Regions from separate parts of the Mus musculus genome. Here all the other regions are linked to region 1. Evidence: chromatin contacts called from public promoter capture Hi-C data. All regions are on one chromosome and are shown on one strand. Each heading gives the region's core, a stretch centred on a gene start, on an enhancer-like site or on the middle of the called end of the contact. The rest is flanking DNA. Distances are from core to core; before and after follow the strand shown. Region 1 holds the start of Ythdf1 (YTH N6-methyladenosine RNA binding protein 1). Region 2 holds the start of Polr3k (polymerase (RNA) III (DNA directed) polypeptide K). Region 3 holds the start of Pcmtd2 (protein-L-isoaspartate (D-aspartate) O-methyltransferase domain containing 2). Region 4 holds the start of Lsm14b (LSM family member 14B). Region 5 holds the start of Ss18l1 (SS18, nBAF chromatin remodeling complex subunit like 1). Region 6 holds the start of Mtg2 (mitochondrial ribosome associated GTPase 2). Region 7 holds the start of Hrh3 (histamine receptor H3).

Region 1 (3,549 bases), core at 490-2,989:
TTGTAACTCACGGGAGCTACTCAAGGTTGCTGTTGAGGGGCAGAGAAGAGCAGGAGCCCTGAGATCACAAGCTGGTTTCCTGGAAGAAAACTAGACACCCAGAAAGTATGGAAGGGCAGGGTATCCAGAAGGAGGTCTGCTGCAGGGAGGTTGTTCATTCTCAAGAGGGCATTCATAGAGAAGGGGCTGTCTCATTTGAGCATCTGTGTCTGTCAGCATGGATAGGTGTCCTCACGGCTGGCCTTCATAGGGCCAGCTGTTGAGTGAACCAAGCCCAGCACACAGCAAAGGCTTGTTCCAGCCAGGTGTTACTTGAATACAGAGCTTATAGCCTCTGGGCTCCATCCATCAGCTCTTCAACAGAAACTTCAACCCAGCTTCCCTGGAGGACATCTAACATCTACAAAATGGCTGACAGCTGTGCCCTTCAACCCAGTGATCCACCTGCATGTGCCTCGCTCTGGTGTCCTCCTATTGATGATGTGCATCAGAAGCTAGGACATTTACTACAACAAATCCAGGGACCAAACATGCCCCAGAAGGGATGTGTGGATGCATCTGGGGTTTGGTCCCTAGCAATGTTCTTGCAATCACATGATAGGTCACAAATTTGCCTGTTATTCCAGTTCCAGGCTATCAGACACCTTTTCTGACCCTTCACATTCACCAAGTGCACCTATAGTGCACATATATACATGCAAGCAAAACACTCATACAAATAACATTTATTTTAAAGGGGCTGGAGAGATGGCTCAGGGTCAAGGTATAAGAGCATTTACTGCTCTTTTAGAGAATCTAGGTTCAATTCTCAGCATCCACTTTGGGGTCTGAACCATCTATAACTCCAGTTCTGGGGTATCTGACACCCTCCTCTGGCCTCCTTGAGCACCAGGCACACATGCAGTGCATAGACATACATGCAGGCAAAACACTCATACACATAAGATTAAAATTAATAAATCTTTTTAAAATTACATTCAAAAGATTTGTTTTATTTTATGTGTGTGTGTGTGTGCCTGCTTGTCTATATATGCATCACGTGCATTCAATGCCAGAAAAAGAGTTCTGGAACCCCTGAGACTGGAGAATTGTAAGCCATCATGTGGGTGTTGGAACTAGCCCCAGGTCCTTTGTAAGAACAGCAAGTAGTCTTGAGCACTGAGCCATTGCTCTAAACCTCAAATAAAACTTTTTTTAACGACGGGAACAGGGAGGAGGAGTCTGTGTGTGGTAGCAGGTTCACTGAGCAAAGAGCTTGCCTGAAAGTGAATGGCTAAATGGCTAATGGGGTGAGTTCTTTGTTGGAGACTCTTTGACGGATGAACTTTCCCCACGTGGAACCCAAAGGGGGCCGTCTAGCTTTCCTCAAAGTCCTCTTGTTTTTACCCTGGGTGATGGAATCAGGTACAGAATCTAACGCGAATACTGGTTATTCTGGCACACTCCTGTCAGGTTCATATTGTCACGGGGCAGGCTAGGAGGCCAGCCCAGCAGCCACAAAACTCTGGGACAGGTGTAGCTAAACTACAACCTCACACCGTCTCCCCAATAGGCGCCGCCCCAGGAGCCCCACGTGACTCTCGAGTCGCCCCGCCCCATCCGGTCCGGTCCCGCCCCTCCAGCGCGAGACTGAGTCCCAAGCGCGAAATCCTGGGCGAGGAGCGACGGTGCGCAGGCGCAATGGTGGCGACTCGACGGCGCTCCCGGCCTGCCCCGCGCGCTGACGTCGCGTAGCTTCGTCCCAGCCGCCGCGGCCGCCATTGGAGTCGGCGCCCCCTCAGCCTGTCCGCTACCTTCCGCTGCTTCCCGCTGTTCCGGCCCGCGTGCCTACAGCTGCCGCCGCGCCCGGCCGCACCCGCGGAGTTGGCGGCGGGGCACGGGGCCGCGCGCGGCGTGACAGGCCCGGCCTCGTGGGAGGCCCGAGCCGGCGGCGCCCGGGTCCCGCGCCGCGCTGTTCATGAAGCATGTCGGCCACCAGCGTGGACCCCCAGGTAGGGGCGTCTCGGGACCACGGTCACGAGAGCAGGCCGTGGACAGGGCAAGACAGGTTGCGGTCTGGGCCGCGCCGGGGACCTGGAGGCTGAGCTGGGGTTAGGGTGCGGGGTCCGGACTGGGAACAGGGAGGCCGGGTCGAAGATCTGAATACCAGGCCGGGCCACGGTTCTGGGGTCCAATGGCGGGGTCGCTGGGCTTGGCTGTGATCAAAGTGTGGGAGATCTGGAGGCCCGGTCGGGGTCGGGTCGCCCTCCGGGTAGCGTTCTTTTCGGATAGTAACTTTGTGTTTCCTTTCCCGGGCTGGGTGGTGTCCACCCGCATATCCTGGCCTGCGGCGATGCAGAGAACAAAAGGACAAGATAATAAAGGTGAGGAGAGTTCCGGGAAGTTGTCCGGACTTGAGAGGAGAACGGGGCAGCGCCAGTCCGTGTGGACAGAGAAAGTCCACCAAGCCAGCCTGGGATCTGAAACTTAGTTTCCTCCCGTAAGCTTGGAGGAGATGAAAGTTTCTATTTCCGGGGTACTTGACAGATTGGAGGGGAACTAGAAAAATAAAGGCGTACCCGGAGTAGTTCAGATAATATTTTGCAATTTCCCCCTTGACCCTGCCAGAACAGTTACCTGGTGGGGAAAGAAATGGTGATCAGACGGCCTCGCAGAGGTCTGAGTGACTGACTGGTCCTCTGTTGCTAGGTAGTGGATGGCTCTGGAGGAGAGTCAGCCAGCTAGCTGTGGATCCGGAGGCCCTGCCCTCCATCCTTAGCTATAGTCATTGTAAGTTTATTGTTATCTCCTGTGATATTCTGGCTTGTAATAAACTTCCAAAACTCTTATGAGAACTCCAGAGTGACACTAAATCCTGGGAAGACTGTTTTTAACCAGTGCATGTTGTTGTTACTTGGGTGTAACCAAATATGGCTCATCGTGTTTTAAGATTGGAAAAGGCCCAACACTTTATTTACCATTCCTTTCCTTTCCTTTCCTGGCTGTGCACTGTAACAGTGGAAAGTAAGTGGAGAATCAGATGATAGTAAGCTTAGGTTACAGCCCTTTCCAGCTGAGCATCCTGCCCTCAGATCTCTGCATAACTAGGCTCTTAAAGCATGTGTCCGCTATTTGCCTGGAGTAGAGTATTGGATTGGAATAGGGAAACCCTGGGTTCGGTCCCACCTTGGGGCGGGGGGTGGGGAGGGAAATCACAAAACTGGCTCCAAGTCTGGTTGCAACAAAATGACATCTGACCGAATTATGATTATATTTTTACTTTTAAAAAAAAAGGAATTTAAGAAAAGTTGTGCAATGCCATTTAACTAGTCATGTAAACATCAGCTCTCTATAGAGTGTGCCCATTTTGAAAGATCATATCTGCTAAAAACTGATGAAAATAGACTTTACTAAGGTTTTCATGCTTAAAAGTAAATTTTTTTAAAGCTTGAAGGTAATATTTTGCAACTTTTTGTTCTAGTACAAAATGGTTCTTTGCATCAGAAGGATGCAGTTCATGACAATGACTTTGAGCCCTACCTTTCTGGACAGTCCAATCCGGTGAGTTTA
Region 2 (3,549 bases), core at 677-3,176, 940 kb before region 1:
TGTGTGTGTGTGTGTGTGGTGGATGGTACAGAGTCACAAAAAAAAAGTTTCCATCAGTCAGCTCTCTTCTACTCTCTGGGCTCCAAGAATCTAACAGGTTTGGCAACAAGTGCTTTTACCTGCTGAGCCATCTCACTGGCCCTAATAACAGACAGGGTTACATTATAATAATAAATTTATTATTATTAAATATAATAACGAGTAATAATAAGCAGGGTTGAGTCCCTAGCTCTGTTATGGGAAAATCCTCACCTGCAGTAGAGTCCACATTCTCCCATGCAGCTGCTCCACCAAGCACGTCGTCCACTTCTTTTAGCTTTGGATACTTTCGGTTTGTTACCTAATAGAAACAAGACATCAGATTTGAAGTAATTGTACAGTTTTACAAGTGGGCCACCAAACTACAATCTCCCTCCAGCATTCCCTCTACAAAATTTATCTTCTTCAAAGAGCAGTGTGAGTCACTGAAATGTAGGGGTCTTGTGACTGGGATGTCCCCCAAAACAGCACAGAGGTTCAATGTCAAAGGTCTCTAGAAACAGAAGGAAACACCAGACAGAGCAGGAAGAAAAATCAGCCTAGTAAAACCTCACTCTTCTCTCATACCCCTCAGACACCTAATAATCCAACAGGAGTGACAGACATTTAACTGGGTATACCAGCACTCCCCAGGTCATTTTGGCTGCTTTCCTAAGTTTATCAGGCATCCTTCTAATTTCGAAATTATGTCACAACTCATCTTACCACAAATCCAGACTCTAAACTCCTACCATACAGCTCTAATGAGCAAACATTAAGAATGAGATGTCACCAAGGCCCAGTGGTGCACACCTGCAGTCACTGAGGTAAGGAGGAACAAAACAAGAGTTGAAGGGTACACAAAACACCAAGGGCTAGAAATACAGCTTTCTGGGCTCCAACACAAGCACCACACACACAAAATAGCAACAAGGATATAAAATATTAGAAGGCAATGCATTCTGTGAAAAATATAAAAGGAATGTGGATAAACTGAAAGTGCTGGGGTTTGGTTTGTTTCCTGTGCCTGTGCGTGCGTGTGTGTGCGTGTCTATGTGCTATGCAGCCCAGGTGAGCCTTGAACCTATTCTCCTGCCGCAGCCTCTCCAAGTGCTAAAATTATAGACATGCACAAACAGCCAGAAGGGCAGGAATCTAAATAAGGTAGCCATTATTTTAAAAGAGGAGAGGGAGAGAGAAAGGAAGAGGGAAACAGAGACGCATACATGCACACATACACGGGGGTAGGGGGTAAGGCGGAGAATGAATAAGTGTGATATGTGCCTGTGTAAGAATGACTCGGGCAAAAGGAAGGACCTAACAGTACTGCGTACATGGTGAAGATTCTCTAGAATAACGACAGGGGCTGGGAGCAAAAGAGCCACAAGAAGAACCCAAGGATTTCAAATCAGAGGCGAGGCGCGGACTGGTACGCCAAGGACAGCACGAGGGGAGTGTAGGTTTAAAAGGTATGAACTAAAATTCTCACAATTTTCGGAGTATCACAAAGTGGGCAACGGAGAGCTAGAGGGGGGTGGGGGGGCTTCGACGTGGCCGGAGCGACGCCACTGGAGCAGCGACTGCTGGACTTGGGGTACCACCGCAGCGAGAGCACAAAAGCCTGCAGGAAGGTCTGAGCGCGCCGACGCTTGCTGTGCCTCCCAGAAAGCAGAGAAGGCACCCGTCTGTGGAACTTACCTTACGGGTGATATTATGGACGTAGGGGCAAGTGTTGCAGGCGAAGCGATGGCAACGCTGCCCCTCCTCCACAATGAGTCCGTTCCCGCAGCCCGGGCAGAACAACAGCATACTGCCAGCTTCCACACCTCGCTTCTGTCTGGCGCTTCCGTGGTGCAGGCGCCCAATCAAAAGCCGTCTCACTTGCTCCGTAACTGGCAACCCGGGATCCTCAAGACGTTCCCAGTAGGCACTGCGGCGGGCAGCCTCGCACACTCCATTGGTCACCGCAGATAATCCTTTCCCATCCAGCCAATAGCATGCTGCCTGCACGCCCAGCCCTGTCGTTTCTGCGCGTGTGCACACGTCTCCCTAGCTGAAACGCCAAGAGGACTGGACCGATAATGCTGGCACCACCAGAGTACCCAGGTGAGAGGTTCTGGGTGATGAGGAGACACTTGCCGCACTCCGAGCCATGGACGTGTTACAGGAGGATCATGCTGCTCCGCAATATTCTCATCCGGAACGGACAGAAAATAACCAAATGTCCCAGGAACACTGTCCCCATTGTTAATACTACGTCTCAACTGCTGTCTGACTGACGTACGATATCCTATCTGGACCTGCCATTCCTCCATCTGGCCATTTCTTCACCTAGTTTCATTCTGCCCTTTCACTTACACAGCTAGACTCAACCCTGCAGGTAACAAATACCAGCAGCTCCTTTTCACAGACGTCCAGCTGACTCTTTTATCTCATTTCCTATAGACATTTATATTTCCCAGCTCTGGCTTCTCAGATTTCTTTGAAACTCCTTGCCTCTTTAATCCTCTGCAGTCATTCTGCAACATGCACATGTATGTGTGTGTTGTTTTCTGTTTGCTTTAACTATACACAAACTAAATATCCAGGGAGAGGAACCCCAATTGTGAAAATGTCACCATAAATTGACCAGTAAATAAGTCTCTGGGGGCATTTTCTTGAGTTAAAATTGGTAGGAGAGGGTCTAGCCCATTGGGGGCGGTGTCACCACCAAGCCAGTGGTCCTGGGTGATATAAGAAAGCAGAATGATGGGGCTGAAGAGATAGTTCAGCTGTTGCTTGTTCTTATAGTGAACACTGGTTTAATTCCCAGCACCAATATGGTAGCTCACAAACGTCCATAACCTCCAGTTCCTGAGAATCCAATGCCCTCTTCTGACCTCCGTAGGCACCAAGCACGTCTTTGGTGCACGAACAAGCATTCAAAAAAAAAAAAAAACAAACAAACAAAAACCCTCATACACTTAAGTAAGTCTAAGAACAAAATGGAGAGAGAGAAAAAAGCAATCTGAGAATCTGAGTAAATCATGAGGAGCAAACCAGTAAGCAGCATCCCACCATGGTAATGGCTTCTGTTTCTGCAGCAAGTTCCTGCATTGACTCCCCTAAACAATGGACTCTTGACATGTAAGCCAAATATTTATGGCTAGTTTTGTGTCAACCTGACACAGCTGGAGTTATCACAGAAAAAGGAGCTTCAGTTGGGGAAATGCCTCCATGAGATCCAACTGTAAGGCATTTTCTCAATTAGTGATCAAGGGGGAAAGGCCCCTTGTGGGTGGGACCATCTCTGGGCTGGTAGTCTTGGTTCTATAAGAGAGCAGGCTGAGCAAGCCAGGGGAAGCAAGCCAGTAAAGAGCATCCCTCCATGGCTTCTGCATCAGCTCCTGCTTCCTGACCTGCTTGAGTTCCAGTCCTGACTTCCTTGGTGATGAACGGCAGTGTGGAAATGTAAGGCAAATAAACCCTTTCCTCCCCAATTTGCTTCTTGGTCATGATGTTTGTGCAGGAATAGAAACCCTGACTAAGGCA
Region 3 (3,549 bases), core at 436-2,935, 920 kb before region 1:
TAAAACAGAAAGTGTGACTATTGTAGATCATTCTCTAGACTACACAGAACACCAAGGTAGCCCTATCAATTGCTTTTGGTGGAGAGTGGGTGAATAATGATAGAGTGTGGTACTTAGTATTAGCTTTGTCTGACAATCTAATATTGCCTTGCATAGAAGCATCACTACTTGCTGCTGAGATAGATGTGATCAGTCACCATGTCAAAAGAAAGAAAGAAAGCCCTAAAACATACTTGAAAATACTCTCTCCAAACCAAACAGTATCACTGCACAAGAATGCAGTGCAGTAGATTCCAACTGAAAGCAAAGAACTATTTTTTAGGAGATTGTCCTTCCTTTACTACCCTACGATACACACTTTGCTACTTGCTGTAATGCTTATTACAGTTCCCATTCAGAACTGATTAGCACAGGCCAACAGAAGAAAAGGGCATAGGAAAAAAACTGAGCAGCACAGGACCCCAAGTGGACAACAACAACACAAGTGAAGCTGGACTAAAGAACCCTGTTTCATATCTATACTGCGTTTGAAAAAACTGCGACAGCTGGCCCACAGTCAAGTGGATGTCACTTTCTTAGGGGATACCTTGCTAGGAACATGTATTCTAAACCATCATCCTGCCAGCAGAACGAGGAAAATAGCCAAGGCTTCTTGTCTTGAAAACCAGAACTCTTGGAGGGTGTGCCTCAAATGCATATCACTTGTGGTCTGCATCTGAATGAAAGCTGACCAGTAGTATGTACTGACTAGGGACAATTCCTACTGTTTCGTGCGTGGAAAAGCTTTGGGACTAACCGAAATTAAAAAAAAAAAGAAAAGAAAAGAAAAAAAGAAAAATGAGTCCCTTCTCCCAAGTCTCCCAGCAAGGTCTCAGAGGAGGATGGAGAAAAGCCAGGGCAAAAGGAGAGACCAAATGCCACCACCTCAAGAGGGCCCACTTCAATTCCCTTTATATATAATCAGTGCTGAGCCTCTTAAATACCTCGTTCTAGAGACAACCTACCAGACGTAATGGAGCCCACTTTAGCAATGTCTTCAATAAGAACAGAGAACAACAGTGCAGGGCCCAAGAGAGCAGAGGGCAGATACTCAAGATGACGGAGTTGATGGCAGAGGCACAGGCCTAATAAAGAAACAAAGGGTCCAGGCCCCAGGGGTTCTCTCCAGCTACTTTAGATCTTTCCCCAAAGGGGTCTTTTTTTTCTCCTCTGTAGGATACTCTGCCTTCTTCCCAATATCCACCCTAGGTATAATTTGTTTCAATCATGGTCAATGCCCGACTTGCCCTTGAGCTAATTGCAAACATTTCCTACTTAATTAGAAATAGGTTGTAGAACTAGAGCAATCAGATCCCAGAATTAGCAACAGGCGGGGGGTGGGGGGGCACGCTGGAGGGGAGGGAGGTGCTGGGCAGGGAGATGGGGGGGCGGGGGTGACAGGCGCTGGGGTTCGAAACTCTCGGAGATGGTAAGATACACGGACGCTGGGGAACGGGTAACCAGAGCTGGAGAAGGGATATGGAGGGAAGGGCCGAGGGGCAGAGACGGCTCTACCTCGGCGCTCAGCAGCCCCCGTATTGAGTCTCGGAGAGCAGTTCTTCAGACGCTTCTGTCGCTTCGGACGGACCTCAGCCGCTGTAAACATCCGCTGCTACCTCTGCGCGTGCGCGGGCTCTACCTGAACTGAGCATGTGCGGTTGGAGGACACTCTTAAAGGGGCAACGGCACAGCCCACGAGCCTGCCACTTTCCACCCACTGGTTTGAGTTAAGTGTGTCCCTGCCTGATTGGTCAGTCACTAGGTGGTCTCCGAGCATATCCCGGCCTAATGATATGAGAAGATGCTGGCGTGTCGACGGGAGAAGGGCATTTTGCCTGCTTATGTCCACTCAAGGACAAAGCCCCCACAGTAGAAAAGGCAGGAGTTAAGAAACAAGAGTGATAGATTGGGTCCACTCTCCTGCAGGAGTTACAACACAAATGACTGCCGGCCCTGACCCTGCCAGGCTACCTGGTCCAGGGGATGGCCATCTGCACACTTGAACCTTGAACCAGCAGTTCTGGCCACTTCTAAGAAACCTACAAAATAGACCAAAGTCTAAGTGATCTTTAGGGCTACCTTTCAAGATTGTTCTGAGTTTTTGTTCTATTTCATTGGGATTGCACATCTCCTCTATACTGCTTGGAGGGTACATGTTGAAGGAAGTAGTGTCAAGAAGGAAGGAGTCTGGACGCCTGAGTCAATAGCTGTAAGAAAGTCACTCAACCTGCAGTTGATTGTGGTACGAATGAGGAGAAAATGATTCTACTATTTTTTAAAGTTTGCGTGGGAAGGCTAAAGACCCGAACTAGATAACACAATATTGATCAAAAACAAAACAAAACAAAAGTATAGGCCTAACAACATCTGATTTCATGACTTACTATTAAAATTACAGTAATCAAGAGTCATATGGGGGAAATAAATTGATGCTATCAAATACAAAACTTAGGTTAGAGCTATACAAATATAGTAAACTCACCTTTGATAAGAGAACAAATACAATTCAATGGAGGAGTGCTGGTCTTTTCAACAAAAGATGCTGGAATAATTAGACATCCACGTGTAAAAATAATAGAGACATAGCTCTTCCAAATTTGATTTCCAGTACCCAAGACACTTGGCCTTTGCAGGCACTCAGGCATGTGCACACACACACACACACACACACACACACACACACACTTAAAGGTAAAATATATCTTTTTAACACTGGCATCATTTCTCTGTAAAATATACTGTCAGAAGAATAAAAAGGTAAGACATAGACTGAAAAACAATATTCCCAAAACACATATCTGATAAAGGATTTCTAAAAATCCTTAAAACTCAACAATAAGAAAATAAACAGCACAAATAGAAACGGGAAAAAGCTATGAACATATGACTCAGCAAAGGAAATATACAGATGGCAAATGAGCATATGAACATATCAACATAATTTGTCATTAGGTGATGCAGATTTATAAAACAATGAGATATCAATACACACCTATTAGAATAGCCAAAATTTATAAAATCTATAATTCACCAAATACTGGTGAGGATGTAGAGCAACAGCAGCACATCACTTTCATTGCTGGTGGGAATGAGCAATAATAAAGATACTCTGGAAAATAGTTTGTCAGTTTGCTACTGAACTAAGCAACGTCTTAGAAGATGTGACAGCAAACAAGTGTAATGCCAGCACTTAGTGGTGGAGGAAGAAGGACCAGGAGATTAAGGTCATACTTTGGCAGTGTAATAGGTTCAAGACTAGCCAGGGCTGTACAAAACTATTCCAACATACATAAAACTTTTTAAAAAATCACCATTTGAATTCCTAGATATTTACCACTATACACAAAACCAGCACATGTAGGTAGTATAACAGCTTCATTTGTAATCATCAAACATTAGAAGCAACAAAAAATATTAAATAGATGGGAGGTATAGCCACATAACTGTTTTAATCAGGGATTTTTTGAAAAGTGAGCTACTGAGCTATGAAAGGACATGTAGCAACCTTAC
Region 4 (3,549 bases), core at 381-2,880, 900 kb after region 1:
GACAGTTAACTTGTTGTCCTGGGCCAAGCTTCTGACTACAGAGAGTGCCCTCTGACACAGCACTCTCTTCACAACTAACAGCTACTCGAGCTCGCTGACAATACCTATACAGCACCATGTGGCAAAGACCACAAGGGACAGTAGTTCAGGAATTGACATGAGAATTCCCGTAGAATCCCAAGCTTCACAAAGTTCCCTGATAATCTGTGAAAGCCCTCTGATGGGCAGAGCTCTTTGTAGAACCTCTTTTCTCACATCTGACTTTGCAGATGGACCCTTAGGCCCTCATCACAAGCTGCAGCTGAGGAGATTTTCTGAGGCAAGCACGAAATCTCCCTAGCCCTGGTACAAAGAACAGGCCATGGTTGCTGCAGAAACAAAGGGAACAAATCTCCAAACTCAGACCCCCAACATTAGTTTCTATGTTCATAAGGAAATCCTGGACCCAACGGACCCTCGACAGGATGGATCTAGGAAGGCTAGCACACCTCTCTTTGGCAAGACTCCTGGGCTGAGCTGAATCTGGTGGCAGGCTTTAAGTAGCAAACTCCTATTGTGGACAGGGGCCTACTCTGGGTCTGGTTCTCCAACAGGGGATCTCACGTCAAGTGCAGCATGAAGAGTTCAAGAGAACAAAAAGCCGGAACCCTGAGCCCTTCACTGCAGCACCAGTCTGGGTCTGTGCGCCTCGCTTCAAATAGGAGGTATGGCTAGGGTTTAGGAGAATGGCCCAGGACTGCAGCATGCTGGCTTCAGATTGGCCTCGAACCTCCCATCTGCACCCTCGAGGGTCTAACACGTTAACCCCGGGCGGGCTGCGGCGCTCACGCTTCTGGAGAGCCGAAGGAAACAAGCGCCCCATTTAACGCGGAGAAAGAAGACAAAGAAGCTCTGGGCCCTCACGCTGCCGCGACTAGCGCACCGACTCTGGACTTCTCTCATCAAACCAACCCCTCAAGTGGACAGGGTCGGGAGAGTTCAGAGCAGGACAGCCGCAGTTCAACCGACGCCCTAGCTCGGCGAGAGGCTGCACCGCGACTCGACGGGCGGTGGCTACCAAGGGGTTCCAAGGAGAGCGCGCCGGACCCGGGCCCCCCGCCTCGGCGCGCGTCTCGCCCCGCGAGGGCGTCTCGCAGGTGGGGAGGTCCACGGCTTCAAAGCCGCCCCACCCCCCGACACCGGCAGGATCCTGGTCCGCTCCTCCCACAGCCCCCGCCGAAGCGGGGAACACCATTGTGCGGGCAGGCGCGGGGCGGCGAGCTGTTGGGGCGTCAGTTGGGCGCGCGGCGGCGGCGGGCCGCTACCTTTGGCGAGCGCCACGGTGGAGTTGTCGGTGTCGATGGTGTAGAGGATGCCCTCATAGCGGATCTGCGCCTTGGAGATGAGGCTGATCTTGCTGCCCAGATACGGGGTGCCGGACGAGCCGCTCATGGCGGCGGCCGGGGCGCGCAGGGCGCGGGGGACCAGCGCCGGGCCCCGCCCGCTCCGCTGCCGCGCGGTGGCCTGGCCTCCCACTCCTGCGCAGCTCCGCGCCGCCGCCTCCGAGGCGCCTCCTGCCGCGCCTAGGGGCCTGCGGGCCACGAGCGAACCGGAGAGGGAGCAGAGCGAGGCGCTTAGCCCGAGTCTGAAGGGAGCGGGGGAGGAGCGCCGCCGCAGCCACATCCGGGGCCTCCCGCCACCGCGCGCCGCCCCCGTACGCTCGCAGCCTATTGGCTCCTCGCTGCCGGCTCCCTTTAAATATGGCCGCGCCGCAGGCGGTGGGCGGGGCCGCGCCTGCGCATTTGGAAGCTGCCGGCCGGGGACCTGCCTCTCCGGGTCTTCCCAGCCGGTTCCCGGCGGGCCTCGCTCACCGCTTCGGGGCCTGAGACTGAGCGGGCGGGGCGAAGCGCGCGTGCGCGGGGCAGGCGGGAGGCCACTGTTTGCAAACTCGGGGGCGGGGCGGGGGCTGGACCTGGAAGAGCGCCAGGCTCCTCCCTCCGCGCGTGCCGCTGGCACCCTTCTGGCCCAGGTGTTAATAGGGCGGAGTTGTCAGTCTTCCTTTCTTGTTTGTTGGAGCTGGACCCCGACAGCGCCGGGCCAGGTGCGTCTTCAGTCCCGCTTGCTCCCCGGGGCTAAGGAACCGGCAGGCGGGTGCTGCTCAGTTCTGCAGCGCTCACGGCGGGGGCGACCCTGAAATAGAAAGTGCAGGGGGAGCTCGGGGCAGCCCTGCGCTCCCAAGCCTGATATCCCTAAAATAAGCCCTGACTGTTTTGGGTGACTCCCGCCCGCGTGCGCGCGTCCTCAGACTGCGGCCCAAAGCCCAGCCCGCAGTATAAAATTGGGAGATTTCCCCCTAAATCGCTTCCCATTCTTGCGTTGCTGACTCCGCATCATGCATAGCGGGTAACTTTGTATGTATGAGCGCATGCTAATTTACAGTTAGTCTCCACCATCAGATTAGAGCCCAATATTAGTTACTATGAGAAATTTGGTGGCGATTGGCATTTTATAAACGTGAAATAGAATGAAAGAGGAGATAAGGGAACATCCCATATAGTGAAAACAAGTACTGTTTTGTGAAACAATTTCTCTTAAATGTGAGCCATAAAACGTACTTCTTACTGTAGTGACATCAACTTACCACCACTGCCGGAGGATGCTGGGAATAGTTGTGAACAATTTTAAATTTTAATATTTTCTTATTCGGTGCATGTGCATGTGTGTCCGTGTGTGCATATGTCACAACATGTGTAGAGGCCAGAGGACAGTTAGGAGTTCTCTGCTTCCTGGAAGCATATGGGTCCCGGAAATGGGTATTCAGGGGGTCACACTTAGCAGCAAATGCATTTACCCGCTGAGCCATCTTGCTGAGCCTGTTTTTTGTTTTGTTTTTTTGTTTTTTGTTTTCTTTTAGTTTTAGTTTTAGTTGTGACAGGGGTCTGTCTTACTCTTAGCTCAGGTTGGCGGGGAACTGACTGTGCAGCCCAAACTGGTCTCTAACCTCCTGCCTCAGTCTTCTGATGTGCCAAAATTTTGAGAATGAGCCACCACACTAGACACCCATAGTGGGACGACTTCCCCCAGTTTACAGAAGCAGAAACAAGCATAGTATGTGGGTGAATTGCTGGTGAGCCTGAAGAGTCCTTTGAGATGTTAGTCTGGGCCTCAAACGCCATGCATCTTTTCCACACCACTCCTCCGTGCCCCACACACAACTTTGTGAGACCCACTGAGTCGCCTCCATCACCGAGCAGCAGAGAAGGCAGAAAAGCCTGTTTGATCAACTATAACTCAGCCATATTTCCCACACCAGGGTCTTGACTCAGGAAAACTGAGGCAACCCTGTTGGGAAGAGGTCTTCTGGTCTGGGGCATCCAGGCTGTCACTACAGCATGGCCGTGCACAGTCATTCAGGTTGTACTTGATGGAGGGTTTAGGGGCGGGGGGGGGGGGGGAAGGGGTGAGGACCTGTGAGCACCTCAGTGACCTGGATGCAGAGCCCTCTATGTAGCCCCTACTTTTCAAGGCTTCGTGGGTCGGAGGCGCGTGGGTTGGAGGCGTGTCCTCAGT
Region 5 (3,549 bases), core at 377-2,876, 880 kb after region 1:
CTAAAAATGTTGAAGCCAAAAGTGGCACTGGAAAGAGTGACTGTTAAGATCCAGCAGCCAGAGTGCCTGGGCACTGTCTGGACTGCCAATGTGTGGAGTACTCCACCCTCCACCAACCAAGGCTCCTAGTTCATGGCCACACAGACAGCAGCCTGTGGAGCCACACGGAAGGGCTACTATTAGCTTTACCACGTAGCCTCTGTAGCCTCCTTCACTAAGTCACTTCTGCAAAAAGTTAAATGTGGCAAGATCTATAAAACCTGCATTTCTGCTTTCCTCCAATAATCTCCCCTGCTAACTAGGACTTGCCAACAGTGATAACCATTATGTTCCTAAGGAGGATAGCAAGGGTGATCTGGGAAACAGGCGACAAGCGAAGAAAATCCCCACAAGCCTCTGAGGGAGTAGAGAGGCCAATTTCCTTTGGGAACTAACTGGCTCAAAAGAATTCAAGAATTCTGTAAAAGGAACCAGAATTAGGAAAAGCCATCGCGTAAGAAAGATGCCTGGAACCGCGAAGGCAAACAGTAAGAAGCTAAAGTGTCCAAGCCAAAACTTAAAGCTTCCTTTTGTTAAAGACGTCCACACACCCACGCAAACGCCTTCTCTGAGAAACTGGCCCAAACTAAAGGATGAAACTGAGAGACTGCAGGACAAACCTGCGGTGTCTGAAGCCAGGGTGCAGAAGGCGAGGCTCGCGGATACCCAGTGGCCCGAGCGGGGGCGGGGCTGCGCTAGCCTCAAGTCCGCCGCGTGCAGCAAGCTCTGGACAGCGGTGCGGGCTCTGGAAATGGCACGCACACTTTGGATGCGTTCCTTTGTGCAGGGCACCGCAGTACCTCACAAGAGCGGCCAGCTCGCCGCAGCGGCGCGCCTCCAGGCTGCCTGCTCCCCCTTCTCCACTCGCCAAGCATCGCGCAAAGGCGCGCGACCGTCGCTACCACGGCTGTCAGCAGAGCGCGACAAGCCCCCGCCCCGGCTGGAGGGGCCGCGGGCCCTGGCGTCTCGCTCTGTTGCGTCTGCTGCCTGGGGCGCTCTGGGAGAAGAACGCGCAACGCGCTCCGGGGTCCCCACCCCCTGCGGCCGCCGGGCCCCCGCTGCCAGTGCCTCCAGCAAAGTTGGCGCAGGCTTTCCTGGGGGCGCGGGGAGCCGCCGTCAGGGCTCCGTGCGGCGGGCTGTGCCCCGGCTTTGTTCGTGCCCCGCGCCCACCCGCACTCTGTACCCCCTCGGCCATGCCCACCTTCTGGATGGTCTGCTGAGTGACCTCCCCTTTGCCTCTCGGCCGCGCCGACGCGAAGGCCACGGACATGGTGGTGGCGCGGACTCAGCCCGTGATCATTGGGGTTTATTCTCCGGCTGCGCCCCGCGGCCCGAGGTGCCCATTCTCCGCAGAGCGGGGGCGGGGACACGGGGGGCGCGGTGCCGTGGGCTCGCCCGCCTGCCTGTCGCCAATGCGCGCTCGAGTCCCCCGCGTCCCCACGCCTTACGCGACTGCCTCCCAGGTCAGGATACCGCGCGGAGGCCCCCTGCACCCGGCCTGCGCTCTTCGTCCAGCCGGTAGCCGGTACACCGCCCCCTGTGCTGAGCTTCGGTGGTTCCGCCCGCCCTGCCCCGCCCCGCCGTGCCGCACGTCCCCCTGACGCCAGACGCCAGCAGCGTGGCCCGGGAGGGCGGGGCGCTGACGGTGAGTGTGCGCTTTTGAGCGGCGGCGGCCCGAGCTAGTGCGTCCGCAGTGATGAGCTACGACCGCGCCATCACCGTCTTCTCGCCCGACGGCCACCTCTTCCAAGTGGAGTACGCGCAGGAGGCGGTCAAAAAGGGCTCCACCGCGGTGAGCCGGCCCGGGGCCTGAGCGACGGGGTGCAAAAGGAAGCGGGGCACGCAGACCTGGGCGCGGGGGCCGCGCTATCTGCTGGCGGCGGGTGGACCAGGAGGTGACGGGAGCTGAATGGTGACGACGTAGGAAGGGCACCAGGTCGCGGGGACCGCGCCGCGCTTCCCGGAGAGCCGGGCGATTTTTTCTGGCTTCCCCACTGCGGAGCATCTAGGCGAGCGCATCCCCGGGGCTGGGCCGGGGCCATCTTGGTGCTGTGCGCGCGGCGCGGACGGCGGAGGCCGCAGGTGCGCGCGGGCGGCGGGAGGCTGGCTGTAGCCGGCGCCGGCGGGGACTTGGGGATCTGCGAGCTAGGCCCAGGTGGGCGTTGTGAACAAAGGGCGATTCGTCGGCCCTGCGATGGTGACAGGCTGCTTCCGGGTCCGCATGCGCCACCGACGCCGTGTTCTGGTTCCGGTGGGCCCTTCTCACCGCGCCCCAGTTTTGTTCAGTCCTTAGCACTGTTTGGAAAAGGACTCCCCACACCTGTAAGCGCCAGCAGTGAGACAGTTTTAGTTTTGGTTTTTGTTTTTCCCGAGTCACCGGATCTTCCGGAACACACGTGGTTCCGAGTCTTGAAACGCTTACATTTCCCAGGTATTTTATCTCCTTGAAACTAAAACCCCAAAGCTTTTGGTGACCCAATCCACCCAAGAACTCTGGAATGACAGGGCTTGGAAGTGCAGGCCTGTATAATCCTGGCATTTAGAAGGTTGAGGCTCGAAAAATCTCACAAGTACAAAGCCAGCCTGGGCTTCTAAATCTAGAGACCCTAAAGACTTCTAAAACTATAAAGACTCTTTGTGGTTGTGTGTGTGCATTATTAATTTATTATTTTAAAAGTTATTTTTATGTGCGTTTGGCCGTTTGTCTATATGTATATATCTGTGTGAGAGTGTCAGATTCCCTGGAACTAGAGTTGCCATATGGGTGCTGGGAATTGAACCTGGGGTCCTGTGGAAGAGCAGCCGCTGAGCCATCACTCCAAACCCAAGAGATACAGCTAGTGAGAAACCGTCTAACAAAAGAAAAACCTGTGAGGCCAGTGAGGTGGCTCCCTGCACTGCACCTGGTGACATGCCTGGAATCCCAGTCTGGGAGGCAGAGGCAGGAGGATACACTGGGCTTGCTGATCAGTAAGTGTAGCAGAATCTGTGAGCTTCAGGTTCAGTGTGAGACCCTATCTCAAAAAACAAGTTGGAGGGCTGGAGAGATGATTTGGCAGTTGAAGGGTGCAGATCTGTTCTTGAAGAGTACTGAATTTAGTTTCCAGCACCCAGATTCTAAGGATCAAAACTGCCTTACACTTAAGCTCCAAGGGCTCCAGCACCTCTGGCCTCCATGGGCAGCTGTACTCAGAGGCACAGACACAACATACTTAAAAGTAAAACTGCTTTTGACGTTGGAGAAGGGTTGAGGAAGACACCAGTGTATAGACCTCTGGGCTCCACGCATTCAGTAGGAATGTTCTAGAATCTGGGGTGCCTGTCTCCAGTGCTCCCAACTGGCAGCTGCCTGCTGCATCCAGCTAGCTTTGGATCCTGTAGGTCACAGGAATCAACACAGAAGGAACGTGTGAAATCACTCCAGGCCCTTGGTGAGCCTTGTGGGAGGTTCCTGGTATCTGGAGGTCTGGGCCCGGGAATCCTGTTCCACATCAGAGGGAGCTGGCAAGG
Region 6 (3,549 bases), core at 399-2,898, 850 kb after region 1:
CTGGAGCCTGAGAGCCAAGATGCTTTAAGGCTGTACAGCAAGGCTTTCATGTATGGGGAATTCCACGGTGCTACCGTGTGAGAGGGCCACTGCTGCTATACAGGATGCTAAGCTCCCGGCTACTGTCCACAAGAGGTGTGTCCAGGAACCTTCCGCACTAGTTTCACAGTGAACCGATTGATCTGATTGTGTAGCTGGCACTAGAGACATGTGCCAAGATGTCTTCAATGAGAAAGAAGAAAGCACTGTGGAAGAGGGGTGTAGCTCAGTTGGTAGAATGCCTACCGACCTAGCATGCACAAAGCCCTGGGGTTGACCCCTGGAATCACATAATCCAGGCATGCCACCACTTACTCAGGAGGTGGAGGTAGGAAGGTCAGAAGTTCAAGGTCATCTTCTACTACTTAGCAAGTTCAAGGCCAGCCAGGGAGCCAGACACATGCAAACCTGTCTTAAAAAAAGAGAAAGGGGGAAAAAAAAAAGCATTCTTGAGGAATGTTTTCATTTCTTCAGTGTTATTCTTTTATAGGCTAAGCACAATTGGTTAACAGTATTCACAGTTAACTAACTTAATTCTAAGCATTCCATTTTCACTTTGCTACCGGATATTAAATCCCACGCGGGCATTACTGTTTCTGCTACATACTTTTACACTTCATTACATATGTTTGTGATCTACTTCGTTCTTCATGTGGAAAACATTTAGAAACTGGAGTATCATTTTGTCACCTGACAACTCACATTACATGGTTTTTACTTAATTATATGCCATTCACGGGGGTGGGGGTAAGTGTTCCTGCTGTGTGCGGTGGCAGATGCACTCCGGAAGCCAGACAGGCATCTGGGTGCCAGGCCAGCAAGGGAGAGCCTGTCTCAAAAACAAAATAAAGCACGCGTTCAACAACGCTGCTGTCTGGGTGCCTGCCCTATGGGGCCTTGTGGGACAGACTGACTGGAGGGACAGCTGCCACCTCCCACCCAATCCCCGACCCAGCACTCAAGGTCCCAGACTGGTTCACATGCAGGCAGGGAAACCTCCCGACAGCTCCGAAACTGTTCCATGCTGGTCCTTTAGATTTCTGAGTAGGAACAAGGCCATTTGCTCGCACCCCAGGCGCATCTCTACCGATCCTTAGTGTGCAGAATGCTTCTTTACCTCATCTTTAAAAGAATGCCTCTACAAAGCCGCGGAGGCGGGGACTCAGGAAGACTCAACTGCCCATAGTTAGGCGACACACTGCGGCGCCTGCATCTTAACAGGTGAGCCTCTACCCTAGTAGCGCATCCATAAAGGCTTTCCAAAAGAGCTGGGCAAGGGGACGTTTCTGCCATTGTTTTCTGTTCATGGTCTCACTATGTGGCCTAGGCGGGCCTCGAACTCCTAGAAATCCACCTGTCTCATCTGGGAAGCTGCGCTTACAAGCGTGCGCCATCACGCTCAAGCTAAGGCGAGAGCGAGTCTTTCAGAAACCAACTTTACGGCGATCAGGCCGGACGGGCTCTCCTCATTAGAGCCACCGCACACAGAGAGAGATCCCGCCCAGTCATCCCGCCCGCCGCCTGCCGCCGGAGAACGCACACCCGTGCAATGCCGCCCGCACCCACCCGCTCCCGACAGCTCCCACCTCCGCTCGCTCGACTGGTTCCGGGTCGGGCTCTGGCCGCGCACGCGCAGTGCAGCAGCAAACCGGAAGGCGAGGCACCGCCCCCCGAATCCCGTGGTCTCTGTGGCTCCAAAGCCAAAGTCTGGGCACCAAGGAAGCTGAGCAGAAGGATCGCCGTGAATTCCTGCCCAGCCTGAGACACACAGTGATCCTGTCTCACAAAACCAGGAAAAAGCCAGGTGCCGGGTCGCACGCTTTTAATTCCAGTCTCGGGAAAAAGAGGCCGGGAATGTCTGAGAGTCACATAGGTTTGTACAGTGCGCCTCCGTCTAACCAACCAACCAAACAAGGGTGAAAATGATAGGGTGTTTAAAAACTGTACTTCGTTCACAAATAACAAGACAGACGTAACATGCTCAATAAACAGAAATGAGGTAATGGCTAAAAAAGTGTTTTAATGGAAATGGAAAGTCTTCCTCTTTTTACAAGTTTGAACGGACACTCAGTCACTGAAGCCCACGTCTGAGAACAGGTACAACAGGAAAGGAAAACACCTCCTTTCTGGGCCAGGCCTGTGTCTGCCCAGTGCCTCTGCGGACATCTCCCATCTCCCACTGTGCTATATGCTAAGTCTGCAGAGATGTCCATCCACCCATAGCCCCTGACAAGCGCAGCGCGTAGTGGTCAGCACATCTGAAAACCCCAGTCCTCAGTGGTCAAGTTCACCAAGTATTGAACGGATGCTGGGAAACAGGAGGAAGAATGAGCAGCGATTTCCAAATCTCCCTTTGCATCTTTTCTGGCCTTCAGTAGGAGGAACCATTGAAAACAAAACACAGTCAACCACACCTGCACGAAGGGTTCATTTCAGCCTAGGACTTTTCAAACATTCATGTTACAGAAGAAAAGCTATAATACAGGCAATGAAAAAGACTGGCATCACTTTCCCCCACAAAATTACATAAAAATCAATAAAACATTAAATAAACAATATTAATCATTAAATATATTAACACCAAAATCAGGTATAAATTAGGAAATAAATGTACAAACTATTTCACAAAGTGCTTTTAAAAATATATACACAACATTCAAGAAATTCTTAATGTAAGACATTTCAAATTGAACTTTTGGGGTGATACATATTTTAAGTGTTCTTTTCTTTCAAAAAGTATTAACACACACTAACACAGCACTTTACATATACACACACACATACACACTAATACAGCACTTTAACATACACACATATATATACACACATACACACACATACATACACACACACACACACACACACACGTACACACTTGCACATGTATGCATACATAAAAGGCATATTCCCAGATTGGCAAGGAATAAAAACCATTTCACAGTTACTTAAAATGTTTCGACATTTTCAATGGGATATTTAGCCCCCAAGTGAGCTTGTAGGCTAGTTTTATAAAAATTGCCAGAAAGGGAAGGAGCTAAAGAGATGATGAGTCCCTAAAATCAAGTTGCTAATACTTCTGCCATGTAGCGATCAGAAACTTGTTTCTGTAAAGTTAAAGCCGTCATGTAGTCAGCCCTTGCCTGTGTGTTTCCTAAACCCTGTGCCTATGAGACACATATGCCCATGGTTGTTGATAATGGTCCCAAGGAGAGGGAGAATGTCCTAGAGTAAGACGGCAGCCGACACAGACAAGTCCTTTGATCCGGCCCTTGATTCTCCTGTAAGTAAATGGAGCTTGCACTGTAAGTTCCAGCAAGACTGTCAAGATTAATTCAAGCAAACTCCACAAAGGTGCCTTACTACTGAGCTACAGGTAAGTTTTATATTTTAAAAACTATCAGCTGAAAACAGATGTGGTGGTGCATGCCCGTGGTCTCAGTACCCGGGAGTGGAGGCTGGGGGATCATTAAGTTCAGCCTCAGCTATGTAGTGAGTTTGAGGCCAGTCTGG
Region 7 (3,549 bases), core at 596-3,095, 820 kb after region 1:
GTGTCAAGATGGGGACATTCAGCCATTAATGAGATCTAAAGATCCCTTTAAATTCCCTCCCAACCCCATTTCCTGAGGGCTCTGAGATTTCTGAGCAACATGTCCGGTTCTACTCACTTTCACGGGAAGAAAGAGAGCAGCTGAAAGAAGCATTTTGGAGGTGCTGCACAGTACTGGGAGAGTGAGCCCTGCCAAGCCCTTCAGGCCACACACAGGCTTGAAGGGCAGGCTTGATTGTACCCACCAGTTCAGCTGGATCTTGCTGTCCAGTTCCAGGACATGTTACTTTGACCTCTAGTTAAGTGCCTGAACCCAGTGCAGCCTCTGGACACAGTCAGTGTGCTGTGGAGGGGAGCCGAAGGGTTTGCTTGTAAGAGCAGATCAGAGAAGGCTTTCTGGAGACGATACATTGGAATTTACCCCTCCCCCATAGAAGCTTCCAGGGTGCCTTTGGGGGGCTGAGACTATGGGCTTGGGGTAGAGGCTCCTCTTTGCCAGCATCCCCAAGGCTGGAACAGAGAAATGCCAGTCCCCACTGCCCAAAGTTCTCAGAGAACCACTTGGGGTGGGGGAGGGGCAGGTCCTCACATGACCAGCCTCTGGCTGTCAGTGTGGGGTGCTTGAAGCGGTGCCTGGGGTCCCCCTCCCCCACACTCATACCGTCTACATTTCTGTCCACTTTGAGGCATCCACTGATGTGTGCTGTTGGTGACAGAGGACAGTCACTGCTTCCCCTCTCCCTCGGGCACTGTTCTCTGTCTGTCTGCTGTCTGACTATTCGTGGGTCCCAGCCTGATGCTGGGTGGCTGTTTCCCTGAATGTGAATGTCTGTGTGTCAGAGCGTGGGTGTGTCTGTCTGTCTTCAGGGAGCCTCTGCTGCTGACTCTGTCCTTGACCTCCAGTATCTGTGTCAGAGAAGGGGGGCCGGCGGCTTTCCTCCTCCCCCTCCCACAGGCACTAACGCAGCTGCCACCACCCCGGCTGCACCCAGAACTCAGTGACCTCACCTGTCCCCTGCAGCAGTGACCACCCCACTAAGGTATCTCAGGGGGCATTCGTGGCCCGAACCAAGCTGCTTTGTGGGTCGCCCCTCCACCCACTGCCGCTGAGTTCTGGGTGAATGTTCTCAGCTCTGGGCTGGGTCCGCTCAGGCTCGTTCTTCCCTTATGTAACTCCACATCTGTGTGTGCCTTGCAGGTCACCCTGGACCCTGTTCTGAGCTCTGTCTAACCACGTGGAGATTGAGACCCCACAGTTCTGTGCATATGAGGCTGGAGAGAACCCCTGTTCCCGGCATCACTTTCAGGGACCCCTCCCCAATCTTTCTTTGGACATCTCTTACCCCAGAAACCTACTTGCCCAAAGCAAGATGCGAAAGGGAGTCCTGAGGCGCAAGTTCCCTAGAGCTGCGGGGCAGCCATTCTCCACCCCACCCGGGCAGTGTCCTAGGTCCTGACAAGCTTAGGAGCTACGGACAAGGGTCGGGCAGGGGTCACCAGGGGCGAGGGCACGAGGGCGAACGGATAGCCAAGGGACCAGCTTCTAGGTGCGACCTCAGACATGGTCCCAGCCCTGTAGCTGGTTATTGCCCGAGTCGGGCTCTCCGCCAGCCACGGTGCGCACCGGGGCAGGGGTTCTAGTCGGCCGGCGGGCACGCGGCGCTGTCCGTGGTGCTGCCCGCGCCGGGCGGGGCGGAGGCGGGACGGAGGCGGGGCGAGGGCGCCAGCCAATGGCGGGGGCTCTGCGCGGGGCGCGGGGGGCGGCGGGCCGATCGCGGGGCGCACTTGGCTGCGCGCTGAGCTAGGGGTGCACCGACGCGCCGCGGGCGGCTGGAGCTCGGCTTTGCTCTCGCTGCAGCAGCCGCGCAGCCCGCCCCACTCTGCTCAGATTCCGATACCAGCCCCCTCTGCATCACCCTCCCGGACTCCAGACTCGGCTCTCGCTCCGGTCCCGCGGACCATGCTCCGGGCGCCCCCCGGAAAACCGGGCTGGGTGAAGAGCCGGCAAAGATTAGGCTCAAGAGCAGGGGCCCCGCCCGGCCACCCAGCACTCGGCCCCTGCCCTGCCCAGTGTCCCCGAGCCCTGTGAGCCTGCTGGGCCATGGAGCGCGCGCCGCCCGACGGGCTGATGAACGCGTCGGGCGCTCTGGCCGGAGAGGCGGCGGCTGCAGGCGGGGCGCGCGGCTTCTCGGCTGCCTGGACCGCTGTCCTGGCTGCGCTCATGGCGCTGCTCATCGTGGCCACAGTGCTGGGCAACGCGCTGGTCATGCTCGCCTTCGTGGCGGATTCGAGCCTCCGCACCCAGAACAACTTCTTTCTGCTCAACCTCGCCATCTCCGACTTCCTCGTGGGTAAAGCCCCCAGACCCTGTCCGCTGCCAGAGTCCAGGGGCGCGGAGCCCGGGCTGGGCAATGGGGCTTGGCGCTTCGACCTGGGGTGGCTTCTCAGGGGTTCGGCCTTGGGAGAGGAGCTCTAGAAACCTTAGGATGGTGGGCGCGGGAGAAGTTCCTCGCCTCCCGGGCCGCAAGACGGGGGCTAGGTAGGGATGTCCCCGGGGAGGCTGCCCCAGCCGGCGGGCGCTCAGCAAGGCGCAAGGCGCAGCGACCGCCGGTGCAGCGTTGGCTCCTGCGCCGAACCAAACAAAGGCAGCGGCGCCGGACTCAGGATGCTGGGAGGACGCTGGGGGGGAGGGGACATGGAAGGGGGATTTGGGGAGGTGTGCTGGGGAAGGGGACCGTAGGGAAGGCGGGGGGTGAGATGAGGGAAATGCTCCGAGGAGCTCGTTCTCACGTGTCCAAGCTCTGCTCCCAACTGGGGGAGGGGGGGCGGGGCTCGCGGTGGGGGCCGGAGCGCCAGACACCTGTTGGGGCTGCGAGCTGCTGCGTCTCCCAGACGCTGGAAGCCGGTTTGGGCGGTGAGAGCGGCTGGCGCGGCTGCAGCCAAGAACCCTTTAAGCCAAGAGAAAAGCTTTCTCGGTTTTTAAGCTGAGAAGGGAGGCTGTCCAACAGCCAGGGTAGAGATGGATGATCGGCTCCAGAGCCAATCAAGCCAGGGAGGACATATATCCCATTTTCCTCTTTTGGCGGTTGGTGGGGCTGGCAGAAGCCCAGGTTTTGTGTTCAGAGGTCCCTATGTGGAGGTCCTTCCTCCTGCCACCAGGTCCAGAAGACATTGATGGGCTGGAGGATGGCAGCTGCTCAGTTGTAGGGGGACAGGGTGACTAGGAGGATAAATAAGATATAGTACTAGCCCTAGAAAGGTGGCTACCCTATGAAGGCCAGGCTCTGCCCTTTCTCTATGTGGTCAGTCTGACCCCAGCTCTTGAGCCATGGTCCCACCACAGCTGCTTTCCTATAGGTGCCTTCTGCATCCCATTGTATGTACCCTATGTGCTGACCGGCCGTTGGACCTTTGGCCGGGGCCTCTGCAAGCTGTGGCTGGTGGTAGACTACCTACTGTGTGCCTCCTCAGTCTTCAACATCGTGCTGATCAGCTATGACCGATTCCTGTCAGTCACTCGAGCTGTGAGTTCTGGGATGTGGGCATTAGA

What was found. Promoter capture Hi-C pulls out the DNA fragments that hold promoters and counts their contacts. Capture Hi-C pulls out chosen DNA fragments and counts their contacts.
Region 2: a promoter capture Hi-C map of pre-B cells shows a contact between it and region 1, with 6 times the contacts expected there. The contact joins the promoter of Polr3k here to the promoter of Ythdf1 in region 1. A contact is called at or near these places in 4 of 39 promoter capture datasets (3T3-L1-derived adipocytes, liver and pre-B cells) and 1 of 9 other capture datasets (liver).
Region 3: a contact with region 1 is called in a promoter capture Hi-C map of liver, with 2.9 times the contacts expected there. The contact joins the promoter of Pcmtd2 here to the promoter of Ythdf1 in region 1. A contact is called at or near these places in 2 of 39 promoter capture datasets (embryonic stem cells and liver) and 2 of 9 other capture datasets (adipose tissue and liver).
Region 4: a contact with region 1 is called in a promoter capture Hi-C map of pre-B cells, with 4 times the contacts expected there. The contact joins the promoter of Lsm14b here to the promoter of Ythdf1 in region 1. A contact is called at or near these places in 2 of 39 promoter capture datasets (liver and pre-B cells) and 1 of 484 Hi-C or Micro-C datasets (the G1E-ER4 cell line).
Region 5: a contact with region 1 is called in a promoter capture Hi-C map of pre-B cells, with 5 times the contacts expected there. The contact joins the promoter of Ss18l1 here to the promoter of Ythdf1 in region 1. A contact is called at or near these places in 3 of 39 promoter capture datasets (liver and pre-B cells), 2 of 484 Hi-C or Micro-C datasets (CD4 T cells and the G1E-ER4 cell line), 1 of 115 datasets of contacts at active chromatin or transcription factors (memory CD8 T cells) and 1 of 9 other capture datasets (liver).
Region 6: a promoter capture Hi-C map of pre-B cells shows a contact between it and region 1, with 5 times the contacts expected there. The contact joins the promoter of Mtg2 here to the promoter of Ythdf1 in region 1. A contact is called at or near these places in 3 of 39 promoter capture datasets (the C10 cell line, liver and pre-B cells) and 1 of 484 Hi-C or Micro-C datasets (the G1E-ER4 cell line).
Region 7: a contact with region 1 is called in a promoter capture Hi-C map of pre-B cells, with 4 times the contacts expected there. The contact joins the promoter of Hrh3 here to the promoter of Ythdf1 in region 1. A contact is called at or near these places in 4 of 39 promoter capture datasets (liver, pre-B cells and stem cell-derived epiblast-like cells) and 1 of 484 Hi-C or Micro-C datasets (regulatory T cells).

What each region holds. Positions count from the first base shown.
Region 1 is chr2:180,919,126-180,922,674 of GRCm38.p6, reverse strand. Ythdf1 (YTH N6-methyladenosine RNA binding protein 1) reads left to right here and starts at 1,739. Exons shown (of 5, transcript NM_173761.3): 1 at 1,739-1,991; 2 at 2,339-2,363; 3 at 3,461-3,540. The coding sequence starts at 1,965.
Region 2 is chr2:181,862,737-181,866,285 of GRCm38.p6, reverse strand. It overlaps Polr3k (polymerase (RNA) III (DNA directed) polypeptide K), which reads right to left and starts at 1,926. Exons shown (of 3, transcript NM_025901.3): 1 at 1,717-1,926; 2 at 253-340. The coding sequence starts at 1,827.
Region 3 is chr2:181,835,990-181,839,538 of GRCm38.p6, reverse strand. It overlaps Pcmtd2 (protein-L-isoaspartate (D-aspartate) O-methyltransferase domain containing 2), which reads right to left and starts at 1,685. Exons shown (of 7, transcript NM_153594.3): 1 at 1,555-1,685.
Region 4 is chr2:180,023,068-180,026,616 of GRCm38.p6, reverse strand. Lsm14b (LSM family member 14B) reads right to left here and starts at 1,630. Exons shown (of 10, transcript NM_001372364.1): 1 at 1,305-1,630. The coding sequence starts at 1,431.
Region 5 is chr2:180,040,560-180,044,108 of GRCm38.p6, reverse strand. It overlaps Ss18l1 (SS18, nBAF chromatin remodeling complex subunit like 1), which reads right to left and starts at 1,626. Exons shown (of 11, transcript NM_178750.5): 1 at 1,241-1,626. The coding sequence starts at 1,309. It overlaps Psma7 (proteasome subunit alpha 7), which reads left to right and starts at 1,645. Exons shown (of 7, transcript NM_011969.2): 1 at 1,645-1,831. The coding sequence starts at 1,736.
Region 6 is chr2:180,068,692-180,072,240 of GRCm38.p6, reverse strand. Mtg2 (mitochondrial ribosome associated GTPase 2) reads right to left here and starts at 1,648. Exons shown (of 10, transcript NM_181424.3): 1 at 1,626-1,648; 2 at 355-447. It overlaps Ss18l1 (SS18, nBAF chromatin remodeling complex subunit like 1), which reads right to left. Exons shown (of 11, transcript NM_178750.5): 11 at 2,040-3,549.
Region 7 is chr2:180,102,703-180,106,251 of GRCm38.p6, reverse strand. Hrh3 (histamine receptor H3) reads left to right here and starts at 1,845. Exons shown (of 3, transcript NM_133849.3): 1 at 1,845-2,350; 2 at 3,357-3,523. The coding sequence starts at 2,101. It overlaps Gm46782 (a long non-coding RNA gene), which reads left to right. Exons shown (of 3, transcript XR_001783600.2): 3 at 1,198-1,732.